2 separate regions of the Mus musculus genome follow, and region 1 is linked to region 2. Evidence: chromatin contacts called from public promoter capture Hi-C data. All regions are on one chromosome and are shown on one strand. The core of a region is the stretch at or near the end of the contact, and the rest is flanking DNA. Distances in the headings are between cores, read along the strand shown.

Region 1 (4,042 bases), core at 180-2,679, 250 kb after region 2:
TGTGTAATAATACACCTTCAGACCTGCCTGACCTTAAACCTTGATTCTGTGTTACCTTAGTAGCCTTCCTATTATTTCCTATCAGCCTTCCCTGCAGTGATCAGAATATAGACTTGAAAGTGTAGGTCACTTTGTTAAATTATCTGCCTACGTCACTGTCTATTCAAGTCACTCAAGCTGGAATTTAACTTTATCCTTAATGGACCTGACCCTTGGCTAAAATGTTTACTCTCCAGATCTTGGTTTTCTGCAAATACACATGCAGACAATAGCACACATTCCAGAAATAGCCAGGGGTTAAGATGGTTCGTGGAAACTGTCTAGCTTCTGTGGATATTCCAGAAATGCAAAGTTTTCCCACTGTCCACTGACCCCTGATTCTCCTTTAACTTAGGGCTGCTGGCTTGCCCCTGCTCCGAGAAGGGGTGTAATCTGTAATTAAGGGTCAGCAATGCCTTCTCCCAGAGGATGGGGATGGAGGGCACACAGCCCCGATGCCCTTCACTAATGCTGTGGATTGGGATTCTGTCCTTGGCTTGGCTCCTGTGCTAACCCAGGCCAGTCTCTTGACTCTGGGCATTAGCTCTCTTACTTAGAATGGAGGGCATGACACTGGATGTTAGAATACGTGCAAAGTCCCTGGTGGGTGCTCAGTGAACACCAAGCTCTTATCCATCCCTTTTCAGATTCTGAATTTGCCACTTGCTAGCTGTTGACCTGAGCGGATCCATCACCCTCTCCGAGCTGCTGTTTCCCTCCTCTGCAGTCTGGACTGCACTGGCGAGAAGGAGGATTAAACAAGCCTGGTGTTTCCGGTAGCGCAGTCCCTGGACCATAACGGGCGCATCATTTGCATCCTCTATCGGCTTTGCCATCTAAACACAGTTTTGAGTACAGTACACTTCTATCATCCATTTGAAGCCCTGTTTGGGTCAACTCCCCATCTGCCACGCGCTTCCCTGCTCTATGAATTAGGGTAATTAATTCAACAAACATTTCTTGTTAAGAATCCCGGCCAGTCAGGCTGGGTGACTTATTCAAGATCATGCAGACTGTCTGAGGGCCTCTCGGGGGACCGGCTCAGCACTCTTGATACTTTTTGTGAGCATCCTCTGCGCGTTTGGTTGCTTCCCTGAGCTCCTCACACACGGAGCACTCAGTTTTATCCAAACACCACCCAGGTTTTCTAAATCCCATCTTACAGAATGTGTAAGCAAGACTAGCCCTGTCATGCTGTCCCTCTTTGGGGGTCTCCTAAAAGGGAATCCGCAGGGCAACCCCTCTCCCCCGCGCCCTGCATCCCACGCTCCTAGCCACGCCCCTCCCCGCGGGAGGCTCCTTACCTGTATTGGTCTCCAGGGATTCCAGCGCGCTTGTCCCTCAAGTCGCCGCCCTGGACTGTTTTCTGTCCCGAGGCCCCGCTGCGCCTCACTACTGCGGAGGCCCCGCGGCCCCCTCCTTTCCTGTGTTCCCGTCCCCCGCGGCTGAGGCCGCATCGATCGCTGCCGGGGGGAGGGAGGGAGGCCGCGGGCGGCCGGAGGCGGTGGTTTCTATTCTTGCCTGGGATGGATGGGGGCCTAACAGCTGGGAGCATCTTTCAAAGTCAGAGCCTGGAAGGATGGGACGGTTAGGGAATGGGGACACCTTTGGAGAACGTTTTTTAACCTCTGTCCCAGGAATGGCAGCGACCAGGGTTTACTTAATTTAGTGATTAATATGTGCCAGGCACTGTTTCAAGGGACGCACTCCAGACACGTTTAACACAAACTTGGCAGGGACAACAAGCTTTTGATTTTATAGGTGCCACCCAGGTACTTGTTCAGAAGAGGTCTGAGTTAGGAGGGGGAGGGTGCTTTATCTCCTTGGAGCCCTGGGTTGTGCCTGTCCCAGGGCTGTACTAGTGTAGGCTCTGGTACACTCTTCTTCCAAGTGAGTTGTAAAGCCAGAAACCTGTCCTTTTGTCCTGGACGCTCAGAACTTACCTAGACAGTCCTGATTACTTCTACTTCGACTGCGGGGCCTGACAGCCATGTTGAAAACTTAGAGAACCCCCATCCTCCTCCAGCATTTCTTTGGGCAGCTGCTGTGAGTGCTCCTTCACTCTTAACAATAATCACCAATATTGATTGAGCACTTCTTCAGGGTCCGTCCCATCTCACTCAGCACGTGAATGTACCTGCCCGGCAGGTCCGATCCCGATCTTAATCCTCTTAATCCTCGGCTGGAGGTGTAAGGCGTGAGAAGCCTCTAGGTCACGTGGCTGAAGTTTACACCAACTGAACAACAGAGGCATGTGATCCCAGTATGCCATTTACAAATTCTGAACTGGGAATGAGGCTCAGTTGGCAGAGTGCTTGCCTGTTGGGTGTGAAGCCCTGGAGTTGATCTTCAGTACTGTGTAAAGCAAGCACTGTGGTTTATAGCTGTAATTCCAGCAGCCGGGGTGGAGGTGCGGGGGATCCTAACAGTCAGGAGGCGAAGGTGGGGTAATTAGAAGTGCAATCCTTGGTTGAATAATGAGTTCCAGATCGGTTGGATTACATGAGATATTATCTCAATTGTTTTTTCTTTTCTTTTTAATAATTTCATTTTTTGTGGTCAGCCTATTCTTTTTTTTTTTTAAGATTTATTTATTATATGTAAGTACACTGTGGCTATCTTCAGACACTTCAGAAGAGGGCATCAGATCTTGTTGCGGATGGTTGTGAGCCACCATGTGGTTGCTGGGAATTGAACTCAGGACCTTTAGAAGAGCAGTTGGTGCTCTTAGCTGCTGAGCCATCTCTCCAGCCCCCTGTTTTTTGTTTTTTTTTTTTAAAGATTTGTTTATTTATTCATTTAATGTATATGAGTACACTGTAGCTGTCTTCAGATGCACCAGAAGAGGGCATTGGATCCTATTACAGATGGTTGTGAGCCACCATGTGGTTGCTGGGAATTGAACTCAGGGCCTCTGGAAGAACAGTCAGTGCTCTTAACTGCGGAGCCATCTCTCCAGCCCTCAACTGTTTTTTTCTAATAGCAGCATTAAAAATATAAAAAGAGGGCTGGAGATGGCTCAGCAATTAAGAGCACTGGCTGCTCTTCCAGAGAACCTAGGTTCAATTTTCAGCACCTACATGACAGCTTACAACAGTCTATAACTATAGTCCCATGGGAGCTGATGCCCTCTTTTGGTGTGCAGATAAGCATGCAGACAAAATACCCATACACATAAACAACTATCTTTTGAAAAAGGAAACAGATAAGATTTCAAAAATAATGTATTTTATTTAGCCTAATAAATCCCAGATATAATTTTAGCATGAGACCAATAAAGAAATTAACAGTGGGATATTTTCTGTGTTCACTTTTGGATTAAGTCTTCAAAAAGTATTGTACTCATTTTGTTGTTGTTTGCAGTGTTATAAATTACCATAACTTCAGCAGCTTCTAACCTCATGAACGTGTCATCTCATCATTTCTGTAGATCAGAAGTCCGTGAGTGGAAAAGCTAGACTCTGTATTTATTCATGTGTGTGTGCACACATGTGTGCACATATGTGAGTTAGTATATGTGTGTGCTGTTAGTGTATGTGTGTTAGTGTATGTGTGTTAGAACATGTGAGTGTGTGTACTTGATTGTGTTAATATACACGTGTGTATATGTGTTAGCATACGTGTATGCTTGAATGTATGTGACTTATTGATTTGCTTCTAGGGTATGATGAGGCTATGTCCCTTCTGTGATTAGACTGAGTAAAGTTATGACTTCTGCTGGCTTTCATGAAGTTACCATACTGGAAGGGCAAGGAACCGAGGGTAACTTCTGGCCACTGCCAGATGAGTATTTAGTTCCTTCACCCTCCTGAGCTGAAATGCTGCCAGCAAAAGCTTGCCAGCAGAGCCTTCTCTAGCTGAGGCTCAGATAAGACTTCCACCCAGGCAGACATGTGGCTGCAGCCTCCGGAAACAGGGCCTGTGCTAGGTTTCTTAACTCAAGGACCTAATAAGTGTGTATTGATTACTCCACTTCATTTGTGGCAAATTGTTACCCAGAAAT
Region 2 (3,984 bases), core at 216-2,715:
TTGGCATGATTTGCCCAAGGTCACAGCTTATTCGGAGGGAATAAAGACTGGAATCGGACTCTAACTCCCAATCTTGGCACTCTTTGGGGGAACTCTCACCCAAACCTTCTAGGTACCCCCACCTGTTGTTGGATTTTCTTCTTTACCCCAAACCAAACTCACTGCTCTCTGTACCCTCTGCCTGGTCCCAGTATCCACGAGCTGGTTTCCTCTCTACCCCTGGACTGTGGCTACCAGTTTTTTTGTGGTGTGTGTGTGTGTGTGTGTGTGTGTGTGTCCAGGCCTAGAAGCAGGTTCGAGTTGCAGGTCCACAGCTGGGTTCAGCCCACCCAGAAAGGCCACTCCAGGGACAAGAACACCTGAAGTCAGGGGCACACACTGAAGGGTAGCACTGCTGTAGTTAGCACTTACACTGCCTTGCACCTCCTTGGGGAGGAAAGACCAGCAGACCCCGGACCAGTTATGTGCGGCTCCCCAGAATCTGACAAGAGTCTGGAGCCCCAGCCTGTGGGGGAAGGGAATGGAGAAACAAATCGGGACACTCAAGGCTTTGGCCTTTGAACAAGGGGGTCTTGGGCAGGGAGCCTCTGGATGCAGCTAAGACAAAGACCTCGGAGAGGTCAGGTCTATGCGCCGCTTCCAACGACCAGGGGTACGTCGGAAGACCAGGGGTGAAGCGGCCTAAAACCCGAAATCTGACTAGGGGGCATATACCAGACTTGGGTAGTGGCAAATCCTGTTGAGAAACAAGTCAGGGAGGGGGTCGCGGGGGAATCCTGCAGGTGCATATAAATAGGGAGACTTGGGTCCAGGCGACCCAAGGGCCCACTTGCGCAAGAAGGACGAGTGCAGATGCTCAAGGGGTCCCTGGGGCGCAGGAGGGGGGACAGGACCAGAGCTCCTCCTAGACTCCTGGGGTCTTGAGGGAGTGGGAGGGGCCCCTGGGTATCTATCCGAGTGGGACCGAGAGTGCAGCGGAGACAGTGGCCGCCTCTCTCGGGCGCTCCGGGTCCCCGAGGGTCCCTGGCTTCTGGACCGGGAGACAACCCCCCGGGGTGGGTGGACCGCAGCGCGCTCACCTGCGTCCTCATCATCGAAGGAGTTCATGCACGGGAAGTAGATGGCGAGCGCCTCGAAGGAGGCGGACAGGCTGAGGCGGCTCTGCGAGCGCTCCATGCCCGCGCCCGCGCCAGGAGCCTCGGCCGCGGCGGCGGCGGGCGGCTTGGGCAGCTTGGCCGCCCCATTCTTGACGCGGAGTACGGCGCGCGGCGTGGTGGCGGCGGCCCGGGGCTCCGCGGGCAGGCGGCGGGGCTGGTGGCCGGGCGCAGAGGGCCGGACACTGGCGGCGCGTGGAGCCCGAGACGCGAGGTGCTCGCGGCGGTGGCGGCGGCGGTGGCGGAGGCAGTGGCGGTGGCGGCGGTGGTGGCGGTGGTGGTGGTGGTGGCGGCGGCGGCGCAGCGCGCTCTGGCCCGCGGCGTCCCCAGCCTGCTTGCCGCGCGGGGCGGGCCGCAGCCGAGCTCCGCAGCCAATCGCCGAGGCCCGGGGGAGGGGGCGCCGCGGGCGGGGCTTGGGAGCCGCGAGGGTGCGGGCTGCGCCGCCACCGCTGCCGCCGCTGCCAACCGGGCAGGTGCACGAGCCCGCCGCAAGGCTGTCTGCGCCCGGCTGCTGCGGCTGAACCTCCGGTGCCCGCTCTGACCCGTGACTGTGAGTCCTCAGACTCACTCCAGAGGCAGGTGTCCAGTAACCCCGATTCATGCAGGCCTCACCCAGATACCCTGAGGCTCCCAGAGGGACACAGTCCAAGAAATCCAAGAAACCTGCATTCACCCACAAGCACCCACAAGGATGTATTCGCTCGGCAAGAGAGATCTCGGACTCCCTCACACTCGGGGACAGAGGGACACCTGGACAAACACCTTCACGGATACCTGAACAGACAGACACTCTATAGACACACAGTGACTCTTTCTGACATAGGAGCAGATATACCCACTGGCAACTTCAGAGGGTACACAGAGACCTGCAGAGTCACAGGGAGCAACAGGCGGGCAGGACATGTCCTCCCACATATTGGAGACCCTCAGACCCCACAAACCCCACAGAAGTTTGGACAGACACACACCTTTTCGTGCACCCACACTTGCTTGCAGACATATCCTGGGAGTCTCTCACAGAGAGGGAACATTAGCACCCCTCCTCCTGTAGTGATCTGTCCCCAAAACTGGGACAGTCACCCTCAGAACACTCATACCTATAGACACAGCCGTACAGACTGAGTCACTCACAGGGATGGATTCATTCTGGTGCACAGACACCCTCAGACTCAAGATCCTGAGACATTGCTGCAGGCTTACACTGGCACACACTCTCAGACACATCCTGATGCCCATGGTCCCCCGATTCACACCCATAGGGACAGATTATCAGAGCCTGGGTATAAAGAGATACACTCAATTGCAAACCTCCTCTGCCCTCCAAACCTGAATGACCAGAGGTCCACTCTACCAGCAGAAGCAGCAATCCTTTCTAATTGCTCTCCCCCTCCCGTGAAGCAGCCCTCTGAAATGGCCTCAGGAAAGGACTGCTCAGTCCCTCCTTTCCGAGGGACCTAGAGGGAGCCCCTCCATCTCACTAACCTACTTCTTCATCGGAGCGATGACAGCAGGAACCCTCTGTTTTGGATGGTTGTGAGTATTTATTTTCTGTTCATTCATAGCCAACCAAGAGGCTTAAAAGCAACAGACCTTTATTAGTGTGCAATCTGTCTAGATTGTAAGTCTGTGCAGCTGAGCTGGGTTCTCTGCTTAGAATGTTACAAAGTATTAGCGAGGGGTGGCTTGTCACTGCCGGCTTTGGAGAAGAGTCGGATTCCATGATGATTCAGGTGCCAGCAAGATTCAGTTCCTTGCAAATGTAGGACTGAAGTCCGTGTGTGCTGGCATCTCAACATCTGCAAATGGTCCTGGGCCCGTACACATGGGCTCTCCATCTTCAACGCTACCACAGGACTGACAGGCCTTTCTCATCCTCCCCTCTCTCTAACTCCCTGCTGGGTTGTCCCCCAAAGGGTACCCCCTCCTTTATCCTTTATGTCGTCTTGTAACTTGATCACGGCGGTGATGTCTTTCCCTAGTTCCACACAGTCAAAGGGAATTATGTAAGGGTAGACTAGGTCCTTGGACCAATTCTGTCCCCTCGCTGAGTACCTGACACAAAGGGGGTGCTACTCGAGCCTCTTCCCCTTTCCAGGAAGCCAACTCTGACCTTGAGAGCAATAGAAGTATGAGAATGTTCTGCTCGTAGACACCCCAGAACCTCACTCCTTCTAGTCATTCAGACACCATACATCTCCGAGCGCGTTCTCTTCTCTCTCTCTCTCCTCTCTCTCTCTCTTTCTCTGTTTGTGTGTGTGTGTGTATGTGTATGTGTGTGGTGTATGTGTGTCCATCAGTGACTCCTCTATGCCCAACATATACTCAGAAGCTGACCACTTCTCTGTCCCAATTCATCACAGCTCTCATTTCATTCAGGGTCAGAGTCCAGATGCCACAAGGTCCCAACTGTGTGCTCGGCCACCTCTTGTCCTCATCTCCCTCATATCCCTGTGGCTCACTTGGCTTCAGACCCAAAGGAATTTCTCTTCCCTCTGCCAGAAATACTCTCCAGAAAGCCACAGGGCTTGCTCTCACGGACATTCACGCAGATAGCACCTCTGCAGTAAAGGCCTCCTTCAGGCACCTCCCCGAGATGGCAAAATCTCCTGAGCTTTATTTTCTGTGTCGCTCTAGTCACTGTCTGAGCCATCCCATGTGTGCAGAAGGTGGATCTCTCTCTCTCTCTCTCTCTCTCTCTCTCTCTCTCTCTCTCTCTCTCTCTCTCTCTCTCTCTCTGCCCCAGGGCCTAGTAGGGTACTAGGTAAAAAGTGGTACTAATTTAACTAACTTATGTAGGTTGGATGAAGGAGCCCTTCACACCAGCTTATGA

The links. Promoter capture Hi-C pulls out the DNA fragments that hold promoters and counts their contacts.
Region 1: a contact with region 2 is called in a promoter capture Hi-C map of embryonic stem cells. The contact joins the promoter of Kcns1 here to the promoter of Rims4 in region 2. A contact is called at or near these places in 3 of 39 promoter capture datasets (embryonic stem cells, hippocampal neurons and pre-B cells), 1 of 484 Hi-C or Micro-C datasets (differentiating embryonic stem cells) and 1 of 9 other capture datasets (pancreatic islet).

The regions. Positions count from the first base shown.
Region 1 is chr2:164,169,684-164,173,725 of GRCm38.p6, forward strand. Kcns1 (K+ voltage-gated channel, subfamily S, 1) reads right to left here and starts at 1,430. Exons shown (of 4, transcript NM_008435.2): 1 at 1,344-1,430. It overlaps LOC115486434 (a long non-coding RNA gene), which reads left to right. Exons shown (of 4, transcript XR_003954084.1): 2 at 687-976.
Region 2 is chr2:163,917,508-163,921,491 of GRCm38.p6, forward strand. Rims4 (regulating synaptic membrane exocytosis 4) reads right to left here and starts at 1,466. Exons shown (of 6, transcript NM_183023.2): 1 at 1,080-1,466. The coding sequence starts at 1,176. It overlaps Gm35886 (a long non-coding RNA gene), which reads left to right and starts at 1,560. Exons shown (of 3, transcript XR_375201.3): 1 at 1,560-2,687.